Linked DNA regions of Danio rerio: region 2 is linked to region 1. Evidence: chromatin contacts called from public Micro-C data. All regions are on one chromosome and are shown on one strand. Each heading gives the region's core, a stretch centred on a gene start, on an enhancer-like site or on the middle of the called end of the contact. The rest is flanking DNA. Distances are from core to core; before and after follow the strand shown.

Region 1 (5,566 bases), core at 1,315-3,814:
GTCATTGTAAGAAACACTGCGATCTATAGAGAGAATCTGCTATTGTGCACAGCAGGTCATAGCAGGAGGGCAGCGTGAGATGAAATGCCTCAAAGAGGAGGATGCTGGGAACTCTGGTGTCTCTCCAGCAGGTTGTTAACGGGCACAGCGGGGCGATGCACCAACAGAAAGACTGTGTCACGCTCTCACTCAACCCCGCACAAGCACAGCCTTTTTTGATCTGTTAGAGAAACAACATGCAGGACTCTCCGGTCGCTTTTACAAACTACAGCAACTGATGAGCAGCGGCCGAGTGTTTCGCCACAAACACAGACACAGTGACTCAGTGTTATGCCATGACTAAGTGTACACTGGCACTGGACTGATGGTACCATCAGTGGGTTTGTGAGACTAACACCGCTTTGAGATGATCTCTTTCGTCAGAAATACCACTGAGTTCATAGAACGGTAAAACACAAGTGACCAATAAGGTCCCTCCAGGAATTTGCAAGACAATGGTTCTCGAGATCAAAAATAATAATTATGGAGCCTTCTCACAAGACTGTTATGACACGTTTAACGGTCATCAACATCTTCAATCCTTGAAATTTTTTAATATTTAGATTTTTGAAAAACATATGAACATTTATCTGTATTTATGTATGTATTATATCATCTTAGCATCAAAAAACTAATTACTGCTTATTTGATGAATTTGTAATGCAGTGTCAATGTGCAGGACAGTAAATTTGGTGTTATTCTCTCCTCTGGCTGTTGTCATCAGTCTCGCACAAATTTTTTTTTCTGAAAGTATTGATTACACCATCATCAAGTTTTTCTGTTATTATTTCAGCAAATAGGATTGTAAAAAATATATTACTTGTACTCTCCCATTCAAGTTTACCCAACTATGACGACTTCTGCTCCTGAGAAAACCAGAGAGGTCCATAATAATTTACCTTAATAAAATAATATAATAATGTTTTTAAATAATAATATTTTTTGTGTGTATTTTGACTAGAATTTTTTAGAATGATAGATGGATGGAAAGATGGAATAATAGATAGAACAATAGAACGATGAATGCATGGATAAATGGATGTTGACTAGAATTTTTTAGAATGATAGATGGATGGAAAGATGGAATAATAGATAGAACAATAGAACGATGAATGCATGGATAAATGGATGGATAAATGGATAGATGGATAGATAGACAGACAGAATGATAGAACGATGGATGGATGGAGGGACGGATGGAATGATAGAACAAAAACATAAATATATAGAACAATAGATAGAACGATAATGGAAAGATGGAATGATAGAACGATGGATGGATTGATGGATGGATGGATGGATAGATGGAACAGATAGATAGATAAAGACAGACAGACAGACATAATGATAGAACAATGGATGGATGAATGGATAGAAGGATAGCTCAATAAGAAGACCAATAGAGAACAATAGACAGAAGGATAGATAAAACAAAACTAGACAGAATGATGGATGGATGGATGGATGGATGGATGGATGGATAGACAGACAGACAGACAGACAGACGGATGGATGGATGGATAGAAGGATAGCTCAATAAGAAGACCATTAGAGAACAATAGACAGAAGGATAGATAATACAAAATTAGACGGATGGATGGATGGATGGATGGATGGAAGGATAGATATAGATAGATAGATAGATAGATAGATAGATAGATAGATAGATAGATAGATAGATAGATAGATAGATAGATAGATAGATAGATGGAAGGACGGACAGACAGACAGACAGAATGATAGAAAGATGGATGGATAGACGGGCGGACAGACGGACGGACGGACGGACAAACAGACAGATAGATAGGTAGGTAGATATACTGCTTTCGAACCTTCCGATTCCCCCACGCTGTAGTAGGCAGGGTCGCAAATATGTCACACTCAAAAAGGTGAAAAATCAGCATTTAGTTTTGTCTTCAACTGTACATAGTTACTTTTATTTATATTCACCCAGACTCAGGTCTACAACATCAAACATCACATCAGCTAATGTTGGTTTCTCTATTGTGTATGCTAATGAAAAAGCTATATAAAGTCAAGCTGTGACAGCAATGTTTCTGCATCAACACCCTCTCTAAACACAGGCAGTGTTTGTCATTCATTACATTTCATCTTGACTGCCTAAATTGCAGGATCCTTAAAAAAAGCTTCTGTATCCAAACACAGAGCTGTCAGGAAGAAGAAACTGAGCTAAAAACAATCATAAAAAAATGCAACTGCTTTTAAATTTAGAGGACAGCTGCTTCCTCACACTTGCCCAAATATCATGGTTTACAAAGGACATTCTGCTTAACGACAGAACCCGGCGAGGCCACGTAGCCCCCTTTAAGTGACCTAACCTTTTCATAAAATGTCAAGGAAAGACTAATAATCTAGTATAGCAGGTTGGAATGAGCCACCATGCTTTTACTGGGTCATCTTTAAAAAAAAAAAAAACAGCAGCAGCTTTATTGATCACGGTAGGCAGCAGCAGACCAGAGGCGGAGTGAGAGATAAGTGCATGTCGTGAGGTGATAATAAACACTTCAAGTGTTTTCCACTTCTTAGTTTAACTTGACGCTAACATGTTGAGAAGCAAGGAAGAGTAAACTCTGTGTTCTGGGGGAGACATATGAAGAGTTCAGATGCAAAAGCCGCTAAACGTCACTTCCGCCAAAAAAGATAATGACATTGAGTGTATGCTTTAGGCACTTAGTATACCATCAACAAATAGATTTTCTTCAAATTATCCAAATCCCAGCGTCAGCTCATTAAGAAATAACAGTTTGTTGGCAAAAACTGATAAACGCTACTTGCCTTTGACAGCAAAAGCCGATATATATCGAGAACCAATCAGAAGGAGCGAATCAAATCATATGCGTTTAATGTAGCAGCGTGTAGATTCGCCGGCTTTAATGATGAATGCTTTATTCCCCTTTTGATGTCGATTTTAAAAGACGGAGTGTGAACTGGATGAGCCTGTCCGACTGTCAGTGAATGGCAAATGAAAATTTCCCTTACCCTGAAAACTCTGTCCATTATAAGAAAAAGAAAACACAATGTGCAGCCGGAAGTGTAACATGCATTTATAACCTTTTTTTTGCGCATTGACCCTACTTTGAATGAGTCCGATTTACTATGCAATGAACTGCAACTCTATTTCACGAAAGATGAAGTTAAGATGCCGTTCTTTTATCCAACGGGGATGCTATAAGGATAAACGAGACTAAGACCTTAAGTATGGTGAGAATGAATGAATGAATGAATGAATGACAGCTTCTATAATTCCCTGAGAGGCATTCCCTTTTTGACCAGTAGGCCTACCTTGTTTTCTTTGCTAATTTAATCTATTTTTTAAAAGAAAAATATACTATATAAAACTATACATTATTTATATTACTTCATAATTCACATATGTCTGATAAGCTGTTTTTATTAATGGACAATGCACAGATATTGATGTTTGACAATGTTTGTACATTATTTGAATCTACCAAGCTTAGTTTGTAATGTTTACATTGCTCTACTTACATTAAATCTAAATCCCAAATATCAGAAATGACAACAGATTGTTCAGATTTAATTAATGTCCATTTTAATGTTATTGATTAATGCACTTACTTGACAGATTTCATTAATTCATTTTCCTTCTGCTTTTTCCCTGGTTTATCACAGCGGAATGAACCACCACCTACTTGACAGATTTGTATATTATTAATTTTAGGTGGCTTGTGTAATGCGTTTTATGTTTGGTAAAATTATTTCTAATTGCATCTTTAGTGATTTTCAACTAATTACACATTTTTGTCCCAATAGCTGGATTTAGAGGTTTTTGCAAAAAAAAAGCACGAGTGGATTTAGCTTGTTTTGACGCAAGAGAAAATTTACCTTTTTTTAACACCAAAGAATAGTCTAAAGTGACATTTAAAAAAACACTTTAAAACTAAATTTTATTTACTAGCTAATAACCCTATCATTATCTATTAAATAAAACTTCTATACCTAATTATAGGAGCCTGATAGAAAATGCTCATTTTCAAGAAAAGAGGTCTAATGGATTTAGAGGGTTTTGCATCTGAACTCTTCATGTACTTTCATCCTTAAAGAAAACATGGAACTAACATAAAACGGTATCAACATACCGTATCCATCATACGTGTTTTTAACAATGAATGTCTATATATATATAAATATTTTATTGTATGTTAGAAAGGAAACCATATTGTTTCTTTCTTCATGGGAAAGTCTTATTCCTTTAGTTTGGCAGGAATAAAAGTGTTTTTAAAATTTGTAAAAAAAATAATAAAATAATAATTCAATTTGATCAATTTGTTTGTATGATTTAAAGAACATGCAATTTTACATAAGCTTTTTATAGTTTCTGTCCCTGAAAACTGTCAAGACTTACAAGAAGATCATAATGCACTGTTTGTTTAACATTTGCCTTTGTCTGTTGAATTTATATATGCTTGTAATCTATTATGATGTATTTAGATGTATTACTCTCAGAAATGAAGGTATTGGAGCTGTCACTGGGGCATAACCTTTTCAAAAGTAACACACTTGTACCTAAAGGGTCTATAATGGTACCTCCAATTTACATTTTAGATACATTTGAGTACTAATATGTAGATTTGATGTACCATTAACTGCCCTGGTGACTGCAACCTATATTTCTGAGACACCCTATATTTCTAACACCCTAATCAATCTAAATGATTGAATTCTTTCCAAGTAAAGCGATTTAATTCAAGTGAAATAGTATTCACATTGCAATATATATAGCAGAAAAACAAAATATCGCAATGTCAGATTTTTAAACCCTATAACAAAGACGCCGACCCCATCTAACAATAAACACGGTCGCGTTTGTCATTCTGCAGTGCCAAATAAAACCCAATTTACCACACGCTCAGGTGCAATCTGCCCTGGAGCTCCTGCCAACTGTTGTATGGCGCTCATCTATGCTAAATGCCTCTATAAATATGCTTATGTCAGCACAACACTTCTCAGCGTCTGTCCTTGAGCGCGAGTCTCCAGGGAGCAGCGGGCCCTGACTGACGCATCTTCTGCTTAGTGAAATTATCTGTGATCAATTTGGCAGGGATCTATCCGTATCCCGCACGTTCTCCGCAGAGACCAGCAGGCAACCCTTCCCCATTTAGCTGATGAGAGCGCAGTGACAGGGCTTACCTGGGCTATGGTAAACACATTCAAGCCCCCTGTTCGCTCAGATTTGCCCTCATCGGATGACATTGATTTTTTTCTACATTTAGCTCAGATTATGGGGGTTAATGCATCGCTAATGACTTGAAAACGGAAATGTAGCGCCTTCATCCCCCTCCATTCATTCATTTATTCATTCGCTCATTAATCTCTTCCTCTTCGCATTGGTAGCTGTTATAAATAAATCCATTTGTCACATCAACCAAGCGTGATTGTTAAAGCAGAGGTGTGTCAATTATGCACTGCTAGTCACAAAACATGCAAAAGTAAAGCATTCCTATAAGCCTGTAATGTTCTGTCAAGTGTGCTTAACAGGGTATTC
Region 2 (6,323 bases), core at 1,978-4,477, 70 kb before region 1:
TTGATTTATTTTAAAAATCATGGTAATTATTATATTTTAAATGTATTTTTAAAATGTAATAACATTATTATACACTGTAAAATTATTTTGTAAACTAGCAGTTTTTGTGATTCACGTTGTTTATTGATGCTTTTATTTATTTGTTCGTTTAATTTTGTTGTTTGTTTTTGTGGAGTTTTCAAAAAAAAAAAAAAAAAACCTCAATATCAATGTTACAATTTTTTTTTTAAACAATAGCTCAGGGTAAACAAGAACATTCAAAAGCCCTCAGTCCCCCATCCCACCCCAAAGGAGGAGATTAAAAAACGCACACAACAACATAAGCACCTACAAGAATTGCAACTAAATAAATATACATAAAATATAAATAACACACACAAACATTAATAAAAAGGGCAGAGATCTTTCTTGAAAAAAAAAATCATATAAATCAGTGAAGAGATGTGTTGTATTCCTGACAAAATTAATTACAAAAGTTTATTTATGCTTTTGAATTACATTATCGGACCTTGATCTTTCTTCCAATAACATATAACCTTGAAAAGTTTAAAAATGTGCCGTTTATGAACCTTTTTTATACTTTAAAGTGATATGTTGTCTGGGTTGGTGCTCTATACGGTACCGAATTGTGTGAAACCTAGCATTTTTTTTTACACTTTGGCATGTTCAAGTGTGTTCAGTTAGTGTTGGAGCAAAACTCTGCAGGGACACCAGCCCTCCAAGATCGAGTTTGTCCATCCCTTAACTAATTGATCAGATATTAAAATGTTTTAAGTTATATTGTTAATGATGTTGTACAGTATTCCCTTAGCTGAGGCCTAATATGAAACCAGAACTCAAAGTACCATAGCATCTGTCATACAGAGATTAATGATCCATTTAGGCTTTCTTTTTTGTGCCAATCTCTTTTACTTTGCTCCTTTTGGCATTAGTTTATTCATCTCATCATCAAGACAAGTTCATCCTTTAGCAGTCATTATTAGTGTTGTTTCTTCTCTCTCTGCGAAGTGAGTGCCATTAGGTCAGACTTCAACATGACTGAGTGCTTCTAATTATACTTTTAACAGTTATAAAAGATATCTGATGGGAACATTACACATTTTTTTGGGCAAATAGATTGATTCTGGCTGGAAGTGCATTCACAGCGTAAAACATATGCTAGAATAGTTGGCGGTTCATTCTGTTGTGGTTACCCCGGATAAATAAGGAACTCAGCTGAAGGAAAATTAATGAATAATACAATAATAATAACACATTTAATTTACAAAGCTCCTTTAAAAGTTACTTTTTTAAAGTGCTTTGCCTACAAACCTCATTTATTAAAGGGAACAACAGTAAAAGATCAAAACAGATTATTGAAAACATGTTAATTAAAAGCAGTCCTAGACAATTCATCATTATATATACTCCAGACTGTTGTAAATACGCTGTAGGCCATTTACAGATGTGGATTAAAGGTAAAAATATTCATAAGACCTTGGTATTATCAGGAGTCATGTAAATTAGTTTGCCTCTATATGTTTAGACTCTTAATCATTAGCACATTTCACACAGACATTTTCAGTAAATCCTCCTCAAATATTCAGCCCGATATCACGAGTAAACATAACTATGTATATTGTCAGAAAAGTAACTATTCATACTCATTCACTGATATGTAAATGTAGATTTTTTTTTTTTTTTAAAGGAGATGTGCCTTCAAACTCCACTCCTGTCCCTACCCCTCATTGGTGGATGAGCAAATCAAACTGAAATGTATGAATGAGATTGAAATGAATATTTTATTAATTTCTCAGTGGATATAGGCAATGTATTTCGGTGCATGAAAAACAGATATAATTATTAAAATAATATTTTAGTCACCACACATATTTAGAAATCGAAAGATAATACAATAAAAAATCAAGCAAAATATACAAAAATAAATAAATAAATAAAAATACAACCTACAAAGTTTCAACAATTTTTTTTACTTATTTATTTAATCATTTTGCTTCTCTTGTTTTTTTCCTTTTTAAAAATTTTGTATTTAATATTTTTCTATAATAAAAATTTGGGTGTACTAGTTTTTGGATCGTTATCATATATGTTATTTTGTCAGACAAGCTCCAGATTTGGCTTCAGTACTGACTAATCTAATGTATATGCACAAATATAATATTATATAGCTTCCTATTAAAAACATGAATTTAAAAGATTTCTGTATGGTCAAAGTAACTTTAAAAAATTACTGTAATTTGTTTCAGCTAAATGTATTTATTGAGGGCACATAAGCAGTACCTGAAGATATCTTTGTCAGAGTAACTAATAGACTAACGTTACTGTTGTTAAAGCCTCGACCTGGCAGTATTACAAACATGTTTTAAAAAAGATATGTTGCCATCGCGAATGCTTTCTCATTCATTCATTCATTCATTTACATCTCGGCTTAGTCCCTTTATTATTAATTTGGGGTCACCACAGCGGAATGAACCACCAACTTACCCAGCATATGTTTTACACAGCGGATGCCCTTCCAGCAGCAACCCATCACTGGGAAACACCCATACACTCCCATTCACACACATAGTACACTACAAACAATTTAGCCTACCCAATTCACCTATAGAGCATGTCTTTGGACTTGAGGGGGACATACAAACTCCACACAGAAATGCCAACTGATCCAGCCGGGGCTTGAACCAGCGACCTTCTTGCTGTGAGGTGATCGTGCAACCCACTGTGCCACCATAACGCCCTGATGCTTTCTTATATAATATGGGAATGCTTCTCTTGTCTAAATAAAATTTACTTTGGCCACAGACTTTCTTCACATTTGAATCAAGTAATGGCAGATGGCAAAACATGACCTGGCGAGTTAAGTAAACATGAATTAGATTGTTATATAGAGTGTATTTAGAGTTACTATAATAAATAAGGTAACTTTTTTGCTTTAAAATCAGAATCCATAATTTTTCACTTAATCAAATATAAAAACGTACTTCAAATGAAAGACAAGGTAGATTCAGCACTTTTTTCAGTGCATTAAATGTTTAATGTCTGTGAAATGCTATTCCATCAAGTTGTTTGCTTTTAATGGCACCCCTTTTTTTGTCTTTCATTGCTCCAGGCCTCCAACCCTCTTTGGCAAAACCGGGCCTCAACCACTGTGTCCACAGGGGGGCGTTTCCGCTGCCCATCATGTCGCCATGAGGTGGTTTTGGATCGGCATGGTGTCTACGGCCTTCAGAGAAATCTGCTAGTGGAGAATATCATAGATATCTACAAATCAGAATCCACCAGGTCAGTCTTGTGTTGGGCTAGCCTGTGAACCAGTTCCAAGTTCCACCAAGGATAAACATTTCTCTTCTCGAAGCACTTACATTAATTAAGTCTATTTGCTGTTCATACTTCAAAGCCGTGTTCTGTATAGAGATCCAGCAACGCCCCAAGCTGTTGTGACACAACACTCTTGTGACACAACACTACAGTACCTGACACTTCTTCTGTTTCATCAATGAAGCTGAAACCCGGTGTAGTGACACATATATGTGATTTACTCTTATGTGGGAGATTTTCTGCCACGTCAAGTAAACACAAACAAAGACATGGGACCTGAGGCTCTGGTGACTGTAGCAATCGTTTGCCAAACCAGACTAAATATAACTAGGACGCTTTATCCCTGTGGCAATAAACAATGTGTCATGAGACCTCCTGTGAAAAATATGCGTAATTGGGTATAATAAGACTGATAGACTTTGAAGCCTTTTGTAACAAACGCTTTGTTTATTATGAATACATAATGTACATGGTCTTAGTGTCTTTGGTAAAAAGCCGGTACCTAAAAGAGGTTGTTTCAAAGGCACATTCTGATTGATGATGGGACATTTTCTCCATGCTTTTAAACCATTTTCCGCCATTTAATATGCTTCGTATGTATATAAAAGCACTTCTGAAATTTTAATTTGATGTGGACACTTAATAATTTTATTTAAATGATTATAACTAACTTATTTTATATCAAATATTAAGCAATTTTAGAATTAAAGTGTTTAGTTTAAAGAATTTTAAATGTAAAACGACAAAATTGCTCTTACTGTAAAACCTTTTATTAGACTGACCCACTTTTACTTTTAACTTACTATAAAAGGAAATTCAGCAAAGTTTTATCAGGAAAAGTGTTACAATTGTTATCATGTATTCAGTTTTAAAATCGTATCTAATTTATCTTGTGTTTATTTGTTTCTGGTCTTGTATTTACTTTTAATGAAATGTTTTCTCATGACTTTAGCCTTTGTTGGTGACATAACATTTCATTATTATTATTATTATTAATCCCATGCTCATCATCTGATGGTCAACTATTACTGTTGTCAATGAGACAGTAGCCTGGTTCCCTAAATTTAGTATGTTTGGTTATTAGTTGTACTAGTATCATGTGTTGTTGGATGAAATCCTAATGTCTGTGTGTTTCTATGTTCTGCTAAAAGCCAACATTCTTGTTAAGTTAGGCCCAGTAACCTTTCAATATTTTCCTGTTTAAAAATAGAAATAAAGAAATAACACAATATAGATAATATAGACATTTTTTATGGAACATTTACTTCCAGTTGTAGTTTGCCTTGTGTAATGCTGTATTGTCACTCAGAATTCCTGACACTGTGGAAGTAAATGCATTTTTTTTTACTATTTCCATTATTTCAAGAACTTATTCTAGAGCTGTCAAGAACTTGTCTATTACATAATCATAAAATTTATCCTTTAGCTTGATCATTTATGATTTGATAGCAATAGTTACACTATAAAACATTCTTGCTGCTTTATTTTATTTTAATTTAAACAAACTATTTTAGTCATCTCAATTTGCATAAGTCAAACTGACTAAAAATATAGTATTAAGGATTTAAGATTTATTTCGCTACGTAGGGAGCGGGGGTTTTATTTGTTGCATCGTTCCCTCATAGCAAACTAAGGCAAAGTATAGAACACAAAAAAGGTACTTGACTAAGTAAGAGATGCTATTAACAAAATGATAAACACAGTTGCTATAAAAGCCCTCAGATTCACGTCAACAAAAGGACCGTCACTCCAAAAACTGAAACACATGATCAGACTTTCATTAAAGATTACCAAAAACACTAATTTTTTAGATGATTAGCTTGACCAAATAATGATAAAACATTTTTTTTTTACCATTGTTGGATTGCTTTTGAAACATTTGATGGAAGTGACATTTAAAATAAAAATTGCGTTTAATGTTATTTATTTAGCAAAATTAAAGGACAAAATACGTTTGCAATAAACATTAACAAGTTCTACGTCAGATATATTTAAATTAAACAAGATTAGGCCAGTGAATCTAGCACTTGTGTTACTTTGACCCACCTGTGTGTTAAATTCGTCCCTGCTGATGGGGTCAAAAGTAACAATGTGCAATTTTTGTTTCAAGGGAAGTGATATTGGTGTTGTTCTTTATTGATAACACGTGATTTTGATAGACCACTCTTGTTAGTAACCACAGCAAAACTATATTTCTGTTAAGAACATTATCTTTCAAAAATAAGTTTTTATTAAAAATGTTACTTTCATCCCCCTCTCCCCTATAACATTATGTAAGCTTTGTATAACTAAAATAAATGTTGACCTAGTTAACATGACTTTATCATGGTATTTTTACAAAATAAATTAAAAAAACGAAATTATTATATTTATATAGATATGTAAACCATATATTCATTTTACAGACTGTAAACATGACCGCTCTATCGCTAGACACCCACTGGATGGCAGTCTTTCATAAACAGAGTCTCCGTTTTGATCACACTGACTGCCAATACACCACACATACAAACCAGCTCTTTTCGCTAGACAAGACAGATTAAGACAGAGGCTTTTTGAAAAGGTCTGTGTGAGTGATGTGCTCATTTTAGGACAGAATATCATAGTAGTTGCATCAATCACTTTTAAACGCAGCACCTGTCTTAAATGTCTATCAAAGTTTTGCTCTCAACTTGGTGTTTCGCCTCAGGGGAAGTCAAATTGTACTTCAGATGTCACAAAGAAATGTTGCTTGTTTTGTATGGTTTATCATTACGCACCAGTTTGAGAAGCAGCATCGAGTGCTATACGGAAGTGTACTAAGAATGTATTTTAGAAAAAGTTGGATTCCTCAAATTAATTTGAGATTTTATTTGGCTAGAAATGAGGCAGAGAACATGAAATTGAACACGGAATCTTTGCTAACGTTACTTGAAACAAATACGTTTTGGATCAAGTAAAAAGTTATATTAGACATCCAAGTTTATGAAATACATAGTTTATATTTCTAGAATGTCCATCTCACA

Evidence for each region. Hi-C and Micro-C count contacts between places; a contact is called where the count stands out from the background.
Region 2: a Micro-C map of caudal fin shows a contact between it and region 1, with 2.8 times the contacts expected there. The contact joins two enhancer-like sites. A contact is called at or near these places in 5 of 18 Hi-C or Micro-C datasets (caudal fin, embryo, hematopoietic stem cells and 1 more).

Annotation. Positions count from the first base shown.
Region 1 is chr20:41,961,524-41,967,089 of GRCz12tu, reverse strand. All of the region lies in intron 2 of mpv17 (mitochondrial inner membrane protein MPV17), which reads right to left. Among named protein-coding and RNA genes, the nearest start is that of mpv17, 12 kb to the right of the region's middle. Within about 2 kb of position 2,564, at least 4 of the 62 cell types and tissues checked have an H3K27ac peak or open chromatin away from gene starts, as enhancers often do.
Region 2 is chr20:42,031,280-42,037,602 of GRCz12tu, reverse strand. It overlaps trim54 (tripartite motif containing 54), which reads left to right. Exons shown (of 9, transcript NM_001045025.2): 2 at 3,110-3,282. Among named protein-coding and RNA genes, the nearest start is that of trim54, 4.5 kb to the left of the region's middle. Within about 2 kb of position 3,227, at least 7 of the 62 cell types and tissues checked have an H3K27ac peak or open chromatin away from gene starts, as enhancers often do.